Linked DNA regions of Mus musculus: region 1 is linked to region 2. Evidence: chromatin contacts called from public HiChIP or PLAC-seq data. All regions are on one chromosome and are shown on one strand. Each heading gives the region's core, a stretch centred on a gene start, on an enhancer-like site or on the middle of the called end of the contact. The rest is flanking DNA. Distances are from core to core; before and after follow the strand shown. Region 1 has its middle 36 kb from the start of Ahi1. Region 2 holds the start of Pde7b (phosphodiesterase 7B).

Region 1 (4,282 bases), core at 1,190-3,689, 370 kb before region 2:
ATTGAATGTTTGCCACCAAAATTACACCTTATATGCCCCACTCTTTCACTTTTAACACCACCAAAATGAATTTAAAATGCATGTTGAAATTATAATTACTATTTAAAAGGCTAAAAGAATTGAAACTTGTAGCTTCTAGTGTACAGTGCTAGAAAACACACAGGGCTTTTCTCCTGGGTGTCTTCTCAATTCTCTGGCATGCACATCTTGGGTCAAATGCCAACTCCTCATTGTTTTGTTTGTTGAAGCAGAGTCACCATGTTGAGGACGATGATGATGGAGCTGGTCTTCACTAGGACAGGAACTTCGTTTCTCTGATAATAACCATTCATTTCTACTGAAACATCATGTGACCTTGAATTGGTAGATTCCAATAATTATTAAAAATTACGTTTGACTTCTGTGTTTGGCTTCCTGCTCTAGGAACCCTAAATAACAGACTATTGCTCTATTCTCTTTGTCTGCTAGAGCCTTTGATTTTTGCTCTGCCCTACCATGTGCACTCTTTCGCTTTTGCTGAACTGCCCTAAGTCTGGCTTTCATGGTCCTGGCTTTATCTAGTCTCTGTCTGTTGAGATTTTCACTTGGGATGTTTCTATGTCTTCTTCCTGCTTCCTACCTGTTCTTCTAGCATTCAGAGAGGACTTTGTTTCATTAAGTTCTGCGATTTCAGGAGGGGTGTTCAGTTCTCACCAGCTTCACCATGAAAGAGCCCCCTCTCTTCCTTTGCTCAAGGTGCAGATGTTCGAGGACTGCTGATAGCAGCTGAGCACACCAGCCAGTGCTGACTATTACATGGCATAATCTTTCTTTCTTCTTTGTGGTCTTTGGAACATCGAGCCTAGGACTTTGCATACCCTATGCAGACCCTCTACCTCTGAGATTCCTTTCTGAAGTTTGTAAGTCTGGCATAGTAAAAGATGAACAATTATAAAACAAAATAGGAAAGTCTAACAATGTATTACCAGAGAACAGCCAACAGCTTTGCACCTTGGGATGATTAAATAAAAGGGTGTCACTGCATAGAACTGTGACACCAGCACAGTTGACCTGATAACAGTGGCAGACAACTACTAGGTGACTGGTATGTGTGTTGTATAGACTGTCTGGAATGGACAGATGGGTGGGTCACATGCTGGGTCATGTTAGGTGGCCCAGTGTGAGATTCTGCCACCATGAATTCCCTGTTTGAGAATTTGTTCATTGCCCAAATTAAACACATCTCAATAATTAGTAAAAATGAAAAAAAACCATCTTAATTTATTTATTTTTTAAACATTAATGCATTTTGTATGTGTGTCTGTCCCTGTGTGGATGTCCGAATGCTATAGGTCAATCGCATGCATGTGGAGGTCATAGGATATCTTGCAGAGAGAGGCTCAGTCTCTCTTTTCATCAGATGGGTCCTGAGGATCAAACTCAGGTGGGTAAGGTGCAAGCACTTTTGCCCATTGTCTTGTTGACACCGTGCATATTACTGTTTTTAACATAAGAAAATCTATGCGAAGTAAAAACCATTATTTAAATGCATAATAATCTCAGATCTATAAGATCTTAATGTACTTGCCTGGTGTTGCCCACTTTCTCAGAAAGCTAAGAAAATAGAGAGGGTTGTTGACAGGGACGAGTCAAGAAAAGGGGGAACAGGAAACAGAGCGATAACAGAAGTGACCCCCAGGGACTTCCCAATATGGCTGCTAGTTTGCTAAGTTAAGTCCATTGCCCATTTCCCCATTGAGAAGTTAGTCTTTTCCGTAATGGTGCAAGCTCTTTATTAAGTATGAAACCCTCTTATTTATTTGTGCAGTGCAAATTATCCTCTAGCAGTTTCTGCCTTTTGATTTGGCTGTGGCTTGCTTTATTAGAGAGGAGTGTACAATTTTTTTTTTACCCATTCCATTTCACCAACCCAAGGGTAATTTTTAGTTTTAGATTCTATGATTCTACTAAGTGGGAATGAGAGGAAGTGCATGGGAGATATAGGATTGTAGGCCACAGTCCTGTATATAATGCAGGTTGTACCTACAGTAATATTTTGTTACAGAGACTGAGCTAGCTGCCTGATTTCTTTAATAGTAAAAACTTATTAGATATTTGCCTATTCTCCCCTAACCATGGATGTCCATCTATTTTGACTTTATGTAACCGGAGACTTTGGCAAAAAAAAAAAAAAATTAAACTGATTTCTGAAAAAAATTGTAAGAAACCATGGATAATAAAAAAAAATTCAGATCAAGATATAAGAAAGATCAGCTATCTTAAAACCAAGAAAAGTAAAAATCAAAATAGCACAAAATTTCCAAGTGATGGCTGCTCAGGGGACAACATTGAAAAAAAAAAAAAAAACGCATCCTCATTCCGGCTGTGGTTTGGTTACTCCACAGCTGTGTGGATGGAAGCAAGGCCACCAAAGTGCTCAGAAATGCCAACAGGCAAAGAGGAAATGGGGGAGGGAGTTTTTGGCACTCTGTCTCTGTGCACTTTCAACACAAACATAGGCTCCTTGTTTTCTTCGGAGAGGAAGACAAATTTGCAATAAAGACATATGACCGGAGCGCTGTGAAACCCACCATTGGACAGTTACAGGACACTCTGGCCTCTCTCTCACTAGTGCCACCTGGTGGCTGCAAGGGATTTCATAGTCCTACGATCACGTGACTCTCTTCTTTCTAAATTACCACCCCAATTTTTGTCCAGCTCTATCTCTATGGTTCTTTTAGGATGCTATGATCTGGATGTAGCTTTCGCTAGCATTGTCTGCAAACAGGAATGAGTTTGTTTGGATAGGACATTGTATTGGCTGGTTTTATGTCATCTTGACACAAGCTAGGATCGTCAGAGAGGAGGGATCCTCGACTGAGAAAATGCCTCCATTAGATCAGAGTATAGGCAAACCTCTATAGCATTTTTATAATTAGTGATTGATGTGGAAGGGCCCAGCCCATAATGGGTGGTGCCATCCATGGACTGGTGTCCTAGAATAAGAAAAAGAAAAAAAGCAAGCTGAGCAAAGCCAGTAAGCAGCGCTCCTCCACCGTCTCTGCACAGCTCTTGCCTCCAGACTCCTTTCCTGTTTGAGTTCCTGTCCTGACTTCCATTGTTGGTGAACTGTGATGTCGAAGTGTACCTGAATAAACCCTTTTCTCCCCAAGTTTCTTTGATCATGTTGTTTCATCACTGCAATAGCAACTCTAAGTAAGACAGACATTATCATTTCCTTATTTTCAATGAAACAAGACCCTATTGACATGTGTGGGACCACAATGGCCCAGGGTTATGGAGGAAGGCTTGAGGGAGCTTCAGCCTCTGATACCTCAAATATAAGGATGGTAGGATTTGGCTTCTCCCCCTCCAACCTGTCACCATGAAACTGGCTTCCCCGCCATCAACCCTAGCATATTCATTATTACCCTGACAGTTATCAGGCTTCATTCCTTGTTTGGCCCGTAAGACCTCCCCAACCCTTGTGTACGCAGATGAGGTGTTGTCTAACACCCCTGCCCTGGCCAATGGTACAAGGCCACACAAACCTTGCCGTAGAGACTCTGGCCACCTCCCCAGGGACATAAATACCTCTTTCTCCCCTCCCAATAAATGAATCAGTTCTCCGACCCTGTTCCCCAATCCTGTTCCCCGACACGGTTCCCCGACACTGTTCCCAGACACTGTACCCCGACACTGTTCCCGGACACTGTTCCCAGACACTGTTCCCGGACACTGTTCCCAGACACTGTTCCCCGATACTGTTCCCAGACACTGTTCCCAGACACTGCTCCCCGACACTGTTCCCGGACACTGTTCCCAGACACTGTTCCCAGACACTGTTCCCCGACACTGTTCCCGGACACTGTTCCCAGACACTATTCTCAGACACTGTTCCCAGACACTATTCTCAGACACTGTTCCCCGACACTGTTCCCAGACACTGTTCTCAGACACTGTTCCCCAACACTGTTCTCCAGCGCATTCTTTGCATCACATGGATGTGGTGATAAGCTCCTTACAGCTGAATAATTTGTGATTTCATTTGGCCTTGTTGAAAATTACATAGTCAGAAACATTTCATTAACCTCAGAGAGAAAATAATATAAACTTCCAACCTTCATCAAAGTGAATGGTTAGCAGTTGAATAGGCTTGAAAACCTATTGTATTTGCACACATTTGAGACATTCATTTGGGCAATAGACTATAAAGGAGTTGTTTTGTAGATTAAACAGTATAAGTGCATTAGGTTTTTGGAGCTTTAGGAGTCTTCTCAGATAAATTCTAAATGAGTAAAAG
Region 2 (4,125 bases), core at 505-3,004:
GAGAGAAAGAGAGGGAGAGGGGAGGAGAGGGAGAGAGAGAAAGAGAGAGAGAGAGAGAGGTATTGACCTTTTTCATCTACTAGGAAAGAAAGCAAGTTCACAATATACTTTTTTATCCATAAGAAAAGAGAAGAGAAAAAAATAATTCATTATTAAAAATCAAACTTATTAACTAAGCATAGTTTTAGAAGAGTAACAAAGAAAAAATGTGATGGGCTTTACTGCTTTCAACTTTGAAAACAGAGTACACAAGGAAGGCAGAACAGTGAGAATAAAACAGCCTGAGATGGCCCCAAATCTCCTCCATGCTCCCCTAAAGAAACATCAAAGGATCGTGTGATCAACCAGCCATAGGAATGTAGAGCGGGAGCAACAACTTGTACATCAGCAAAAATAAAGAGCCAAGCAAAACAAAGGCCTTTGCAACACAGAGACACTGAGCCTGGAGGAAGACAGGATTGTTACAATGTCTTTCAAGAAAACAGGGCCTTTCTGAGTGAATGTACAAGTTCAAATTGTTCCTACAAACCCAATTTGCTGGCAAAAACGCCAAGCCAATACCACCCCACTTTCCTTTATGTCCAAGGCCTTTCACATAAGCGACAGGGGGCATCTCTGTTGCCGTGTTGGCTCTGACTTCCAGGGTCAGCGCCTTCATCTCTGAACCTCAGGAAACAAGAGGCCTGGCCCACAGTTGTCCTCAATTCTCCGCTCTGGGGTGGGGAACGCAGTAGTCAGTGGCCCAGATATTAAGCCCACAGTGTGGTCTCTTTGAAAAGAACCAGCCACACTTTCTTTTTCAGGCCATTTATGACCCCCTACTAACACCCTTTAAAATGATGACTGCCCTTTGAAAATGGGTTTTTAACCATCCCGATCCACGTGTCCAAGCTAAACAGACACCCTGTGCATATGCATAAGGACTCTGACACTTCCCTAATCCACTTCTTTCCAGTCAGCTTTGGAATGTGATTCAATGTTATTTCCTTCCAACTTGAAGGGCAGCTGAGGTTACAAAGGGATTTGACTAATGGACCAAAACCCGGTTAGTTTGCAGAGAACTTTGACAGTAGAGTGGGTGGGGTCTGGAAGGAGGAAGGAGAGTGTTTGAACTGTGGTCCTTGGGATCCAGCCACCCCCATCCTGTGCCGCACTGTGAACAGACAAGGCAGGCCCCCCACCAGGCCCTCCTGAGGGAAGGCTGCTGCGGAGGCACGCCAGAGCTCAGCTTCCCGGTTTTTTGCTCAAAGTTCCTTGTGATTTGCAAGACCAGAGTCTGGGAAGCTTCTAGGCTTCCTGTGCCATAGATTGACCCCTCACCTGACGCTTCCAGATAACTAGTCTGGGGGGGGGGGGCGCTCAAAGAGTCACGCAAAGCGGGGCCCCAAGTCTTTGCCTGAAGTCTTTCACTGCTAAGCCACTTGACAAACTTGACAAGCAGCAAAAAGAAAAAAGAAAAAAAAAGAAAAAAAAAAAGGGAAAAAAGCTCCCAGAAAACAAAACAAGAGGAAGAAGAGGGAAGGCGAAGGCTGAAGCCTCCTCCATGGCTTTCCCCACTCCCGCTGTCGTTCCAGCTGTAGCCTGGGATTAATTAAGTGCTGTGAATTCGGTGCCTGGGAGAGAAGAGGAAAATGCGCTGTATCTCTAAGGAAGGAAGGAGTCCAGAGACTCAGCAGTGAGGAACCTTAGGCGGTGCAGCGGTCTCGTCTCTCTCATCTCGTCGCCAGTGTTTTGTGCAGGGGCTGGGAAAGCCAGAAAGGCTGTGCCAGGCTGGAGGAGGCTTGTCTTTCCAAGGCTGGAGAGGATTTCACGCGGGTTTGCCTGCAGCTGCCCGGGAAGAAATTCCCCTCTGGTGGCAGCAGCAGCAGCAACAACAACAGCAGCAGCAGCAGGAACAGCAGCAGCAGCAGCGACGGCGGCAGCCCTACCTCTTCTTCTGGGGAACAGGGCAGAATGCCTGTGCTAGAGCGGTACTTCCACTCTGCAGAACTAGGCAGGAGGTGGACGGCCCCAGAAGCTGTGCTACCCTCTTCCCTCAGCAGCAGGCCGGGGTGCCAGCAGGGGCCGCTACCCTGGGACTTGCCAGAGATGATCAGGATGGTAAAGCTGGTTTGGAAGTCCAAAAGTGAGCTACAGGCAACCAAACCGAGAGGCATTCTGGAAAATGAAGATGCTTCCCACAGCTTCCCAGGTAAACTGACTGTGGAGTGCAGAAGGTAACCCGGACAGGTCTCATCACTCTGGGTCCAGTACTTGGGTCAAGGAAGGGAGGCAAGCTGTATGGACAGGGTTCAAGGGCTAACTTACAAATGTTTGTTCTGTTGTAAAAGCATCTCTATGTTGAGCGTGATAGATGCAGGAGTATTAGAATGGAAATCAACAAACTTAGAATACGGGTCAGTTTGCTGCAGGCTTGCCCTGCGGACTTAACCAGGTCAAACCTTCTGCGATTCGGACCCCAACAGCAGAGAGTGCAATCGGATTCTCTTTAATGTCCATCCTACTCCAATATTTCCTGTCCATAGTTAGCAGAGTCTCCAAAAGAGTAATTCCTTTAGGTTGCTATGTGCATGTCTTTAAGTAAAAAATGTATCCTCCAGTTTTCAACCATGCAACATGTGATGTGTATTGTGCTCCTAGAACTGAGTGTGGTCTGCAGGCTTTCTCAATCCTTGCAAGTTACTCAACTACTCTGCCTCAGTTTCCTCTTTGGGCAAGCGATGAATAATACCCCTACAGAGATGAAGAAAGCTCAGGTCATCCACAAGTGTGGTGATGATGAGTCAGAAGGGCTTTTTCATGTCATAAGAATGTGCTGTTTGGGATGGGACAGTCAGTTGGATCTTTCCTGTGTGTCTAATGGGGAGGGGAGCCAAGATACCGTTGGGGGCTCTTAAACTGCAAATGCCACAACTGGTGGCTGGGTGCTCCCTTCCTCTGGGGAATCTGTTGGTGAGTAAAAAGAAGTGGGTTCTTGGAGAAGTCATAGGAGTGTGTTTATGCCTTTTATGTCCCGGCCATCTCCGTGCAGCAGAATCCTGACATGCCATCGGCACTGAGCGATGGGACAGGCAGAAAGACAGACCAAAAATCATCTCCCTTTTTCTCACGGAAATGGGCTGAGAATAAAAATTCCCCTGGTTTTGTTTTAGATAACTTATTGCAGAGAGGTTTGTCGTTCGTTTTTCCATTAAGTTGCCAAATCAATCGTTGATAAAGAATATTATTAAAAAGTAATGCTCAGGGCGGGGGGGGGGGAGTCTGGGAGGAAGAAAAGAAACTAATGCTCTTTACTGAACGATGAGTATCTGGGCACTGAGGAAGGAAAAGTGAGGCAGTGGCCTGAGGTTGTGTGGCATCTGCAAGTGGGAAGCCAATGGAAGTGGGTCTTGGTCAGAAGAAATGAGGTAATGGGAAAGCCATTCATATGTCATGTAGCAGGGAAAGGGAGAGTGAAGCCACCTAGGCAGTGGATGCAAGCAAGGCACCACAGCTGTGCTAACCCTTGCTTCGTGTAGCTGACTGAGATGATTAAAGTTCGTATTTCAAATGACTCCCCTTCATAAACCGTCCACACTCGTCTCTTGCCAGCCTGTCTGTGAGGGAAAGTCGCACATAATTCTTTACATGTCATGTGGACTGATGCCTGACCCTGAGCCTCTCACACCTCCCCACTGGTTCCTCCCTTGCCCCTTGCCATCTCCTAACTCACACCACATCTGCTTCACCTGGCCTGCAATGAGACTGGCAGTTTAAATGCCTCCTCCGGGATGCCTGTTTGCCTCATCTGTTCCCCCCCACCACCCCCATTTCTCAGGGAAAGAAAAGTCTCACAATTTTTGATGTGAGCACAAAACCCTCTCACCCACCAGCTCAGGGCCAAGACGATGAACCTGGAGATGTGTGGCTTTGCCTTCTGAGTTGTCGCCTTCCTTCTGGCCCTCAGCCTGTCTTTGGCCACTGCCTGTGTCTTTTCTGCAAGCCACAAGTGCTCTTCAAAGGCATCATTCCCACTATTAGACCTAGGCAGTAATAGCCTGGGTTGTTTTCCATTGTATATGGGGTGGTGTGGGGGAGATGTGGGAGAAAGCACCAAAGTAAATCCAAACTACATGAATCCTCTTA

Evidence for each region. HiChIP or PLAC-seq counts read pairs in DNA pulled down with a chosen protein or histone mark.
Region 1: a contact with region 2 is called in an H3K27ac HiChIP or PLAC-seq map of heart atrium, with 5 read pairs. The contact joins the enhancer-like site here to the promoter of Pde7b in region 2. A contact is called at or near these places in 13 of 484 Hi-C or Micro-C datasets (Sertoli cells, Th1 cells, bone marrow-derived macrophages and 7 more), 7 of 115 datasets of contacts at active chromatin or transcription factors (bone marrow-derived macrophages, embryonic forebrain, fibro-adipogenic progenitors and 4 more) and 3 of 9 other capture datasets (adipose tissue, embryonic stem cells and liver).

Annotation. Positions count from the first base shown.
Region 1 is chr10:20,914,043-20,918,324 of GRCm38.p6, reverse strand. No RefSeq gene overlaps it. Among named protein-coding and RNA genes, the nearest start is that of Ahi1, 36 kb to the left of the region's middle. Within about 2 kb of position 2,439, at least 29 of the 459 cell types and tissues checked have an H3K27ac peak or open chromatin away from gene starts, as enhancers often do. A contact at or near this core is called in bone marrow-derived macrophages, heart atrium and neural progenitor cells, where this site is marked.
Region 2 is chr10:20,545,957-20,550,081 of GRCm38.p6, reverse strand. Pde7b (phosphodiesterase 7B) reads left to right here and starts at 1,754. Exons shown (of 12, transcript NM_001347366.1): 1 at 1,754-2,191. The coding sequence starts at 1,954.